2 separate regions of the Gossypium hirsutum genome follow, and region 2 is linked to region 1. Evidence: chromatin contacts called from public Hi-C data. All regions are on one chromosome and are shown on one strand. The core of a region is the stretch at or near the end of the contact, and the rest is flanking DNA. Distances in the headings are between cores, read along the strand shown.

Region 1 (4,554 bases), core at 713-3,212:
AAATAATTTTATTCAATTTCCAGTGTATTCAATTGTGTTTTTTCAAAGGCCACCACCCATCCTATTTATATACATATTATATACATATATTAAAATTAGCCTAACTTACCTAACAACCAATTACATGAAATCAAATTCATATCTGATTTTTTTCTAAATATGACTTTTACAAAATCAAATAAAATCTTATCATCCCTAAATGTTTCAAAAGTTCTGATTCGGCTCCTTTTTATTGCTTGTGCTTCAATTTAGTCCTTGTCTGCTTGTTTCTGACTTAAAACATCCCAATTGCATTCCTGACAGAATTTAAACATAAATTCACCAATTTAGCAGGAACTGATTCAAGAATTAATTGATTTAAACATGTAAAACATGCAAAATAAACATGTCATCATCAACATATTATAAAATTGAAAATTATGTCAAACCAAACTTGAGTCTTGAATATTAATGCCCAAGTTCGATCCATATTTTAAATGAACCTAGTTTTTAGTCAAAACTCATTTTTAGAATCTAATATTTTTATTCGTAAAAGTATCAAACTTATTTTCTTGCATGGACAAATAGTCCAATTCTTATGCATGTCAATTATCTGTGTATGATTGTATTAAATATAAGGTCCAATGTCAAATTTAGCTCTTAATGTCTATATTTTTTACCAATTTGGCCATATTCTTTTTTTAAGCTAAATTTGGGCCTTGAGATTTTATAAATAGCCCAATTTGACCATTAGCCTTTTGGAAAAGAGTTGAGTATGCTATTTAATGGAAATACTAATTAAAATGTTAAATTTTAAAACATAGTAGCCTACATGGCAATCCATATGTATTGCATGCTAATATTTTTGAATTTTTATGAACTTATAATTTTTATAATTTTCATTTTTTATTTTTATATTTTTTAAAATTTTTTCTTAGCGTGACATATAAGTCAAATAGTGCGACATGAATATGAAACGCATGTAGACTGCCACACAGGTACCACATCAACTTCATTAAAAAAATTAATGTTCTAGTCAATATTTCTATTAAAGAAAAGTGATTTGACATAATCAAGTTTAACTAAAAGAAGAATAATTATCAAATTAATAAAAAATGTAAACTTTAAAAGGTTATCTTTATTATTATTCCTAAAAATAATATAATTATCATTAAAAGCAAGCATTGATCTACCAATTGGGTTGGTTTTTTTTTTTTTGAGTGAAATAATCCTAGTAAGAATCAAAAAATTAAAATTTTCAACAGTTTTGCTGCGTAAGGCGATGGTTCAATCTGAATTTTAAAAAGAAAAAAAAAACATGGAAATTCTTTCTAAGTAAGCTTAGTTTTAGATTAATTTGAACAAGCTCAATTCATTAACACGAAACAAAATGAAAGAGAATTAATATCAAGAGCAGAAATTATTACTGTAAGAAAGCGTGCCAACACAATAAAGCATACAAAGACAAAGAGAAAAAGAAATAAACTTTCAAGTGATAAATCATAGATTGGCAATTAGCAAAATTCTTGTGGAACAACTGTTTGAAAAATATATGGACGGGATATTCAGCTAGCAAGATAAGGCACATTGATCCAATATTTTTCAACATTTTGGTGATGATATATAGGCCCACATCCGAATCTCACCACAAAATTTAATGAATGTACAAACGTTGATGGTTATTGATGAATAGGCTACGGGGTTGTCGTAGATCAACAACCAAGATGCATATGCCTGGTCTGGCCTGTTCCTTTTGTCAACAGACAATTATTGGGATGATTTAGATAGTAGCCTTAAAACGACGTTATAGATCAATATATGATGTCGTTGTCTCAGCTTGAAACTCTGGTACTAATTCAACCGGGACAGAACAAAAACACTTTAGGAAGACGGACCGAGCAGAGACCTTGGGAATATATGTAAGTTGCCAGAGGTTAGAGTTATTGGGCCCGAAACAGATATTCTATTGGGCACCAAATAAAAATCTGAAGAAATGAGCTAAGAAGATATAGCGTGAGTCAAGAGTAAGGGGCTTAGGGCCATTATTGCCCACCCCCAACATTATGTGTGGGCACGTTAAGCACACATTTTTGAGTTTAATAGAAGCGACAAATGGTTACGCTCAGGCAGGCTTATATCAAGCTTTCTTTAAGATTTATATTTTTACGGGTTCAAATTTATATCTTTTTGAACTTGGATTCTTTTGGGTTCAAATTTTTATTACTTTGGGAGCAGCTTTTGAAATTGAGTCATGAACTTATCGGACATATCTTTTTGGAGCACCCCTCGATTCACTACTCATAAATGTCCCACTTATTAATTATCATCCCTGACTCTATCAATTCCCATTCGAGATATAAAGCTCAAAGTTCCTATAGAGTGGAATTCTCTCTCTTTCTCGATATGTAACATCACAAAATCCCGTAAATATTAACTCATTGATTGTCTAAGTTCAAATTGAAGATAAGTGACATTGTAAGAACGTTTACATTACGAGAAAGACAACTTACTTCTGTAGATAATCTAAATAAGCCCGTAATCCCGTAAAAGAATCAAAGTGAGCATTTGATTCAAATACTGAGAAGAATTATTATGTCGTTTACAATTCCAATTGGGGAAATGGCTAGTCTTGGTTATCGGAGCAGTTGACTCCATGGGTAGAGATATAGATGTATTCATTGGTAGAATGATAAACTGGACCGGACCCAAGATAGATTAATTCTGAATCCGTTTGTGAATTAATTCACTTATGATGTTCATGGTGTGATTTACTTAAATCCTGAGTTAGTCACTAACTATGCGTATGCAACTCATGTGATTTGATATAAGTGAAGGCTTATGCTCTAAAGATGATTGAGCCCATAGCCGGTATGTTAGGTACATGACTTGTGTATGGCATGGCTTTACTAGCAACAGTGGAATTCGTAGCTCAATTAAAGAGTTAATGATATCCTCTCATTAGCATTGTGTGGATTGATAAATATGAAATGTGGCTACGGGTTGCTTGTTCTCGAACGAGTAATTTATCACAATCATTTGTTGACAGTGATTATATTAATCATTAAAAAGACACAATGGTGACAATGAGATAAATAAGATTGTATTGAGTGAATAGATTTAACTCCAAGGAATTAAGGATATCATATAAGGGTAACACACACATGACGAGGTCAGTGGACAAAACAATTGGATGAATTGTTTTCGTAAAGAGTATACAATAAGGAGTTTTCAATCATGGTATTTCTTGTGGACTGATTCCATGATTAAGTAATTGTGAATTATCGGAACGATGCTTCTAGACATAATTCCAATTACTAGAGCCTAATTGTATATGTCCTATTGGTCCCTCCACTAGCTCAACAAAAGTTCGATCGAACTGCATTTGAATCAGAAGAAAATTCTACGACTTTGGAAATAATTTAATCGAGTCGATTTATTCGATGTTGAATTAAATTAGGTGGTCCTGAGAATTGTTCAACTAGATAATTTGATTAAAGAATTTTTTTGAAAAATTAATTTGGAAAATCTAAGTGATTTTTGGGAAAATTAATTTTGATCAAGTAAAATTAAATTAATCAAATTAATTAAAATTAATATGATATTTTTGAAAATTAAGTTTCAAGTCAGACAATTGGCCCAATGGATAATTGAACTAGAAAATTGGACCTATGATCGTAAATTGGGCTTGAGAGCCTAAAAACTGTGACCAAGACCCAAATACTAGTCGAACTGGGCCCAGTATGTGAAACCGGGTCGACGGTCCAACCGGTGGATAGACCAGATCGGTCAAGTTGTCACTGACCCGGACCAAATCGGCTCGAGGGTGTTGTAAGGGTGTCGCACCCGCATCACCGGACACAGCGGTGCTGGCGGTGGTTGGTCTTCGGTGGTTAAGCAGTGGAAGAGTTACACTCCTACTGGGACTCTACCAAAGAATTTGATTTTAGATTAATTATTCCAAAAATAATATTATTTTAATAGTTTTATATTAAATTAAATTTAATACTTATCTTAATAGTATTTTATTAATTTAATATTAAAGTAATTATCTTAAAATTAAAATAAATTTAATATTTATAAGCATTTTATTATTTTAATAAGATTTAATATTAAAGTGATTAAGTTTAATCATAGTTGAACTCTTTAAACTCTTCCTATATGAAGATAGCCTTGGGTCATTATTTTTGTAACATCCCTAACCCGTGTCTGTCGCCGGATTAGGGTTACAAGGCATTACTGAACGTAACATGATTATAGACAATTATTGAAAAATTTTAAACACGCAAGAACAATGCTAAATATACTTACTGGACAATTCAAATTATTACATAGTTGCATTCCTTATCAACTCAACCAAATTTAATCACAGGTATACTCGAACATAAATAGTATATATATACTCATTTAATGAAAAACTTAAGTTTCATATAGTAATTTATACATATATATATCAGTGTCAGTTTAGCAAATCTTATATACATAATTATATTTCTTTATCACCTATATACTTGAATCAAACAAATTTCAAGACATTCTATATGAATATATATAAATATATACAATATTTACTAATAC
Region 2 (4,339 bases), core at 896-3,395, 170 kb after region 1:
TGTCAATTTGACCCTGATTATATAAAAATGATAAAAATTGAAATTCTTTTTTAAAATTTAGAAAATTATAAAAAAATAAAAGTATATAAAATTTTAAAAATAGATAAAGTGGGAGAAAATAAGGAAAAATTGTTTTTAAACCCTCCAAATTTTCTCTCTATATTACTTGTATAGAGATTTCCAAATTCTCATTCTTTAAAAAACATAGAAAAAAAACATAAAGAAAATTTATTGATTTCCTATTTTTTACCGATAGCTTTTTCTTGATATGAAAAGGAAAACAATTTTTTATTTTAAAAATAATTTTGAGTTTTTTTATAATTTTATATGTAATTAGAGTAAAATTGGCAAAAAAAAGTATGAAAACTGTGGATTAAAATTGTTATTATACCAACTAAAAATTTGCCACTTTAACAATTAGGCAATAAAAAAATTTAAAATTTTAGTGACCAAAAAAATTTTACCCAAATTTAATGACTAATGGTATAGTCAAGTTTATGAAATTACAAAAAAAAAAGAGCCAAAATCATTAATTTAATATAAAAGACTATAAGGATAATTATTTAATCCTCTGAAACTACTCTCTCGAGGGAAAAGAAAAGTATTTGCTATCTTCTCACATTAGAAAAAAAAATAATGGAGCACATTTCATAGTAAGTTGTTTATTTTTTTAGATGACACCTGCAATGAGGGAATTAATTATAGTCGCAAACGGTGGGTGCCCTAAGAACGATAAATTTTAATATAAATTATCGTTGATGTCACTTATCAAGGGCATCCTAAATTAGTTATAAAATTACTAAAAATTCATTGCTTTTACAAATGTAAAAAATATTATTTTACTAATTTTTATATCCTTTATATTTTGATAAATTAAAAAAAAACATAATGAGAATCATGAAAACTTTTATTATCTCAAATTTATCATTTTATTAAATCACATTTGAATTTTATATTAATTTTTTCACCCACCCACGTCGTGTAAATTAATATATAAAAACGTTTTTTTTTTGTGACCATAAATTGTAGTTGCCTACAAAGTAAGATTTACTCGTTTGGCCAATATAACACAATAATTAACACTTAGCACTGTTTTCCCATAAAAAGCATTCCTTTTACAAATAATTATTATTATTACAATAAAAAGAACAAACATTGGTGCAATGTCCTGCTTCAGCTTCACCATGTTCCAATCCGCTTTAAGGAGAAAAAGATGAAAGGGACTCCCAATGACCCAACCCCAGCCCCATGCTTCTGTCTATTTAATACTATATATACATAACTGGCAAACCAGAAATTTTATACGACTAACTGTACAAATCAATCTTTTTCCTTTCTTTTACTAGTAAATAAATTTGGATTCCCCATTTAAGAATACGTTCAATATGAACCAATTTAGCTAAAAAAAGTCATTTTAAGGGCCCGCCCACCTCAGTACTGTACTACTTGTACTGTTGCTTCTTATTCGCCATCATGCATTGTTTTTACACTTTCACAATCATTTTATTTCCTCTTAATCGTTTCACCACATTTTCTTACTTCTTAATCGGCTCCCTAGTGCTTTGAAGAAGAAGAAAACCTGTCACTATTACATGCAATAATGAAACATTAAGAGAGTGATTGGTCCAATTCAACTACCTGCAATGAGAGAAGTTACAACATGTTGTATGTCATTTAATGCCATACTATTATCAATGGAGGCAAATAGAAAAAAAAATTGTCACATGGCCCCATTAAAAATGAGGGGTTTGGATGCGTTAGAAAGAGTAAATAACTGTCGTGCAAGCAAGCTGTGAGCACTATCATTTGAAACACAGACATTTACTGTGTGTGTTCCACTCAAAGTGTGTTGCAGTCTTCAATTATCTGATGAGAAATGAACTTGTTAAGACAAGGATTTTTTGAATGGATTTTCCTCACTCTCACCGACTTGTGTGACTAATTTGCCTAGAGGAAAATGCCAAGTTAACATGTGGTTCTTAATAACTAGTGTTACTTGTGAAAGATCAAAACATATGAAAAAGTTGCATCGAATTTTTGGGCTTAACATGTTTGGAATTTGATCTACTTGTAGGTGTTATGGGCACATGTGAAGTTAGCCTACTGAAAATGTAAAATGAATGGATTGGTGTAGGGTTGAAGCCCATCTCCAATTTCATAATGAGGTAATGATGAGTCTGAAAATTGGGTCTGTAGTCTACAGATTATAGGATCTGAGACGGTTAAGCTCAGAGGCAAAGTCATCAACAGCATCCTTTGTCAATAGGGTGTTGACCATCTCACCAGCGTTTTTATGAATTTATGCGCAGCATCACAAATAAATGAATAAAAATCCTTTAAAAGAATATGGCAAATGAATTCTGAATATGCAATCTTATTATGGCGTTTATTGATCAATTTATAGATGAGTGAACAAAATAGAAAGAATGAAAATAGCTACTTCTTTTATTTATTTAGCTGTAATAGCTCCCAATAGGAGCCCAACTCAATTTATAGAATAGGAAACTGCTAATTACTGATAAGGTTGTTACTAACAACTCATCCCAAACAATCAATTTAGTTGTTAACAGTCAAAGAAGTTACAACCATATTTAAACTAACATAACAGACTAGTAAAAAACTAAACCTATCAATCTCTGCTTGTTATGTCTCCTAAAAAAACCATGAAAAACAAAACAAAATTAACCAACAACAAGAAATCATACTTGAGATCAACACAAGGCATCACTTGAAGAAGGTAGCAAGGTAACGCCTAGCTTGCCTCGTAACCGACAAAATGATGGAGCAGATAGGGCTTAGTAAGTATGTCTACCACTTTATCATAGCCAGGAACTTCACCAATAAATACTTGTCCCTCTGCAACTTTCTCATCTGATGCAACACCTTTAAACTTGGAATGCATAATCGAATTCGCGGACACATCAACCGTACTAGTATTATTGCACCAGATTCTTGATTTATCATCCATAGCAACTCCTAACTACATGAGTAAGGACTCAAGCCACATAACATCAGCTGTGGCAAAGGCTAATCTTCGATGCTCAGCCTTTGCTGTGGAACAAGAGACCACTTGCTGCTTCTTAGAAGACCATGATACATGATTTCCACCAAAGAAGATGCAATATCTGGTGGCAGAGTGCCTATAGTCCACATCAGATCCCAGATTCGCATCAGCAAACCCTTCAATAGATAGTCGCAATGTTAGCCAAAACATCAAATGATGATCAGCCATACCCTTCAATTAACGCAAAATTCTCTTCATAGAATTGAAATGCAAATCTAATGGTTGATGCAGGAACTGACATGTGATTTACTGCAAAAGCAATTTCAGGTCTGGTTATCACAATATACAACAATGCTCCGATACTAATGTACATCAACGAAAGCATCTCCCCTAGTGGTCGAAAGTGCATATGTGCTTACCATAGGCGTTGGTTGACCTTTAGCTTAGTCCATATGAGCTCTTTTTAACAATTCTGTAATATACTTTCTCTAACTAAGAAACAACCCATTATTAATATACTTGACTTCAATTACTAAAAAAATAATGCAACAACCCTAAATCCTTCAGTGAAAACATGACATTTAGATATTTCACAAAGTCTGCAATATCTACCTCATTATTCCTAGTCAGTACAATATCATCAACGTACAGGAGTAAAAACATGACACCCTGGTCGTTCTCCTTATAAACAAAGACGCATCAGATTTTGCTGAATAGAATCCAATTGACACTAAATAAATCTTGAGTTTTTTAAACCATACCCATGGAGCTTAAGACCATAAAGAGCTTTGTTTAGTTTACATACAAGCCATTGACCTTTGCTGCCATACTTTTCATAACTGGGAGGCTATTCCTTATACACTTCTTCAACTAAATCACCATTTAAAAATGCATTGTTGATGTCAAGTAGAAGCAACTTACATCCCTTCGTAATAGTAAAAGAGGGAATCACACAAATGGTAACTGGCTTCACAACAAGATTGAAGGTTTCTTGAAAATCAAAGCCAACAATTTGTGAGTAACCCTTTGCAACTAACCGAAATTTATACCTTGAAATTGATCTATTAGGATTTCTTTTGATTTTGAACAACTATTTACACCCAATCGGTGTTCAATCTTATGATAGAGGGACCAAAGGCCAAGTCTGATTCTTTATCAAAGCATTGTATTCTTGTTGAACTTTATTCTTCCACTCTTCACTTGTAAAAGCTTCTTGTTGAAAGTTTTCAAGAGAGTATTTAATAAAATTGTTCTGTATTTTATTTACCTAACTAGAAAATAATTCCCTTATCCTAATAAATTTTAATTAATTTATTTTAAGATTTATCTACTTAA

The links. A called contact is a pair of places that touch in the nucleus more often than the background predicts.
Region 2: a Hi-C map of leaf shows a contact between it and region 1, with 2.5 times the contacts expected there. The contact joins two enhancer-like sites. A contact is called at or near these places in 2 of 34 Hi-C or Micro-C datasets (anther and leaf).

What each region holds. Positions count from the first base shown.
Region 1 is chrD04:46,035,574-46,040,127 of Gossypium_hirsutum_v2.1, forward strand. No RefSeq gene overlaps it. Among protein-coding and RNA genes, the nearest start is that of LOC107899340, 11 kb to the left of the region's middle. Within about 2 kb of position 1,963, at least 3 of the 9 cell types and tissues checked have an H3K27ac peak or open chromatin away from gene starts, as enhancers often do. A contact at or near this core is called in leaf, where this site is marked.
Region 2 is chrD04:46,206,321-46,210,659 of Gossypium_hirsutum_v2.1, forward strand. No RefSeq gene overlaps it. Among protein-coding and RNA genes, the nearest start is that of LOC107899347, 32 kb to the left of the region's middle. Within about 2 kb of position 2,146, at least 4 of the 9 cell types and tissues checked have an H3K27ac peak or open chromatin away from gene starts, as enhancers often do. A contact at or near this core is called in leaf, where this site is marked.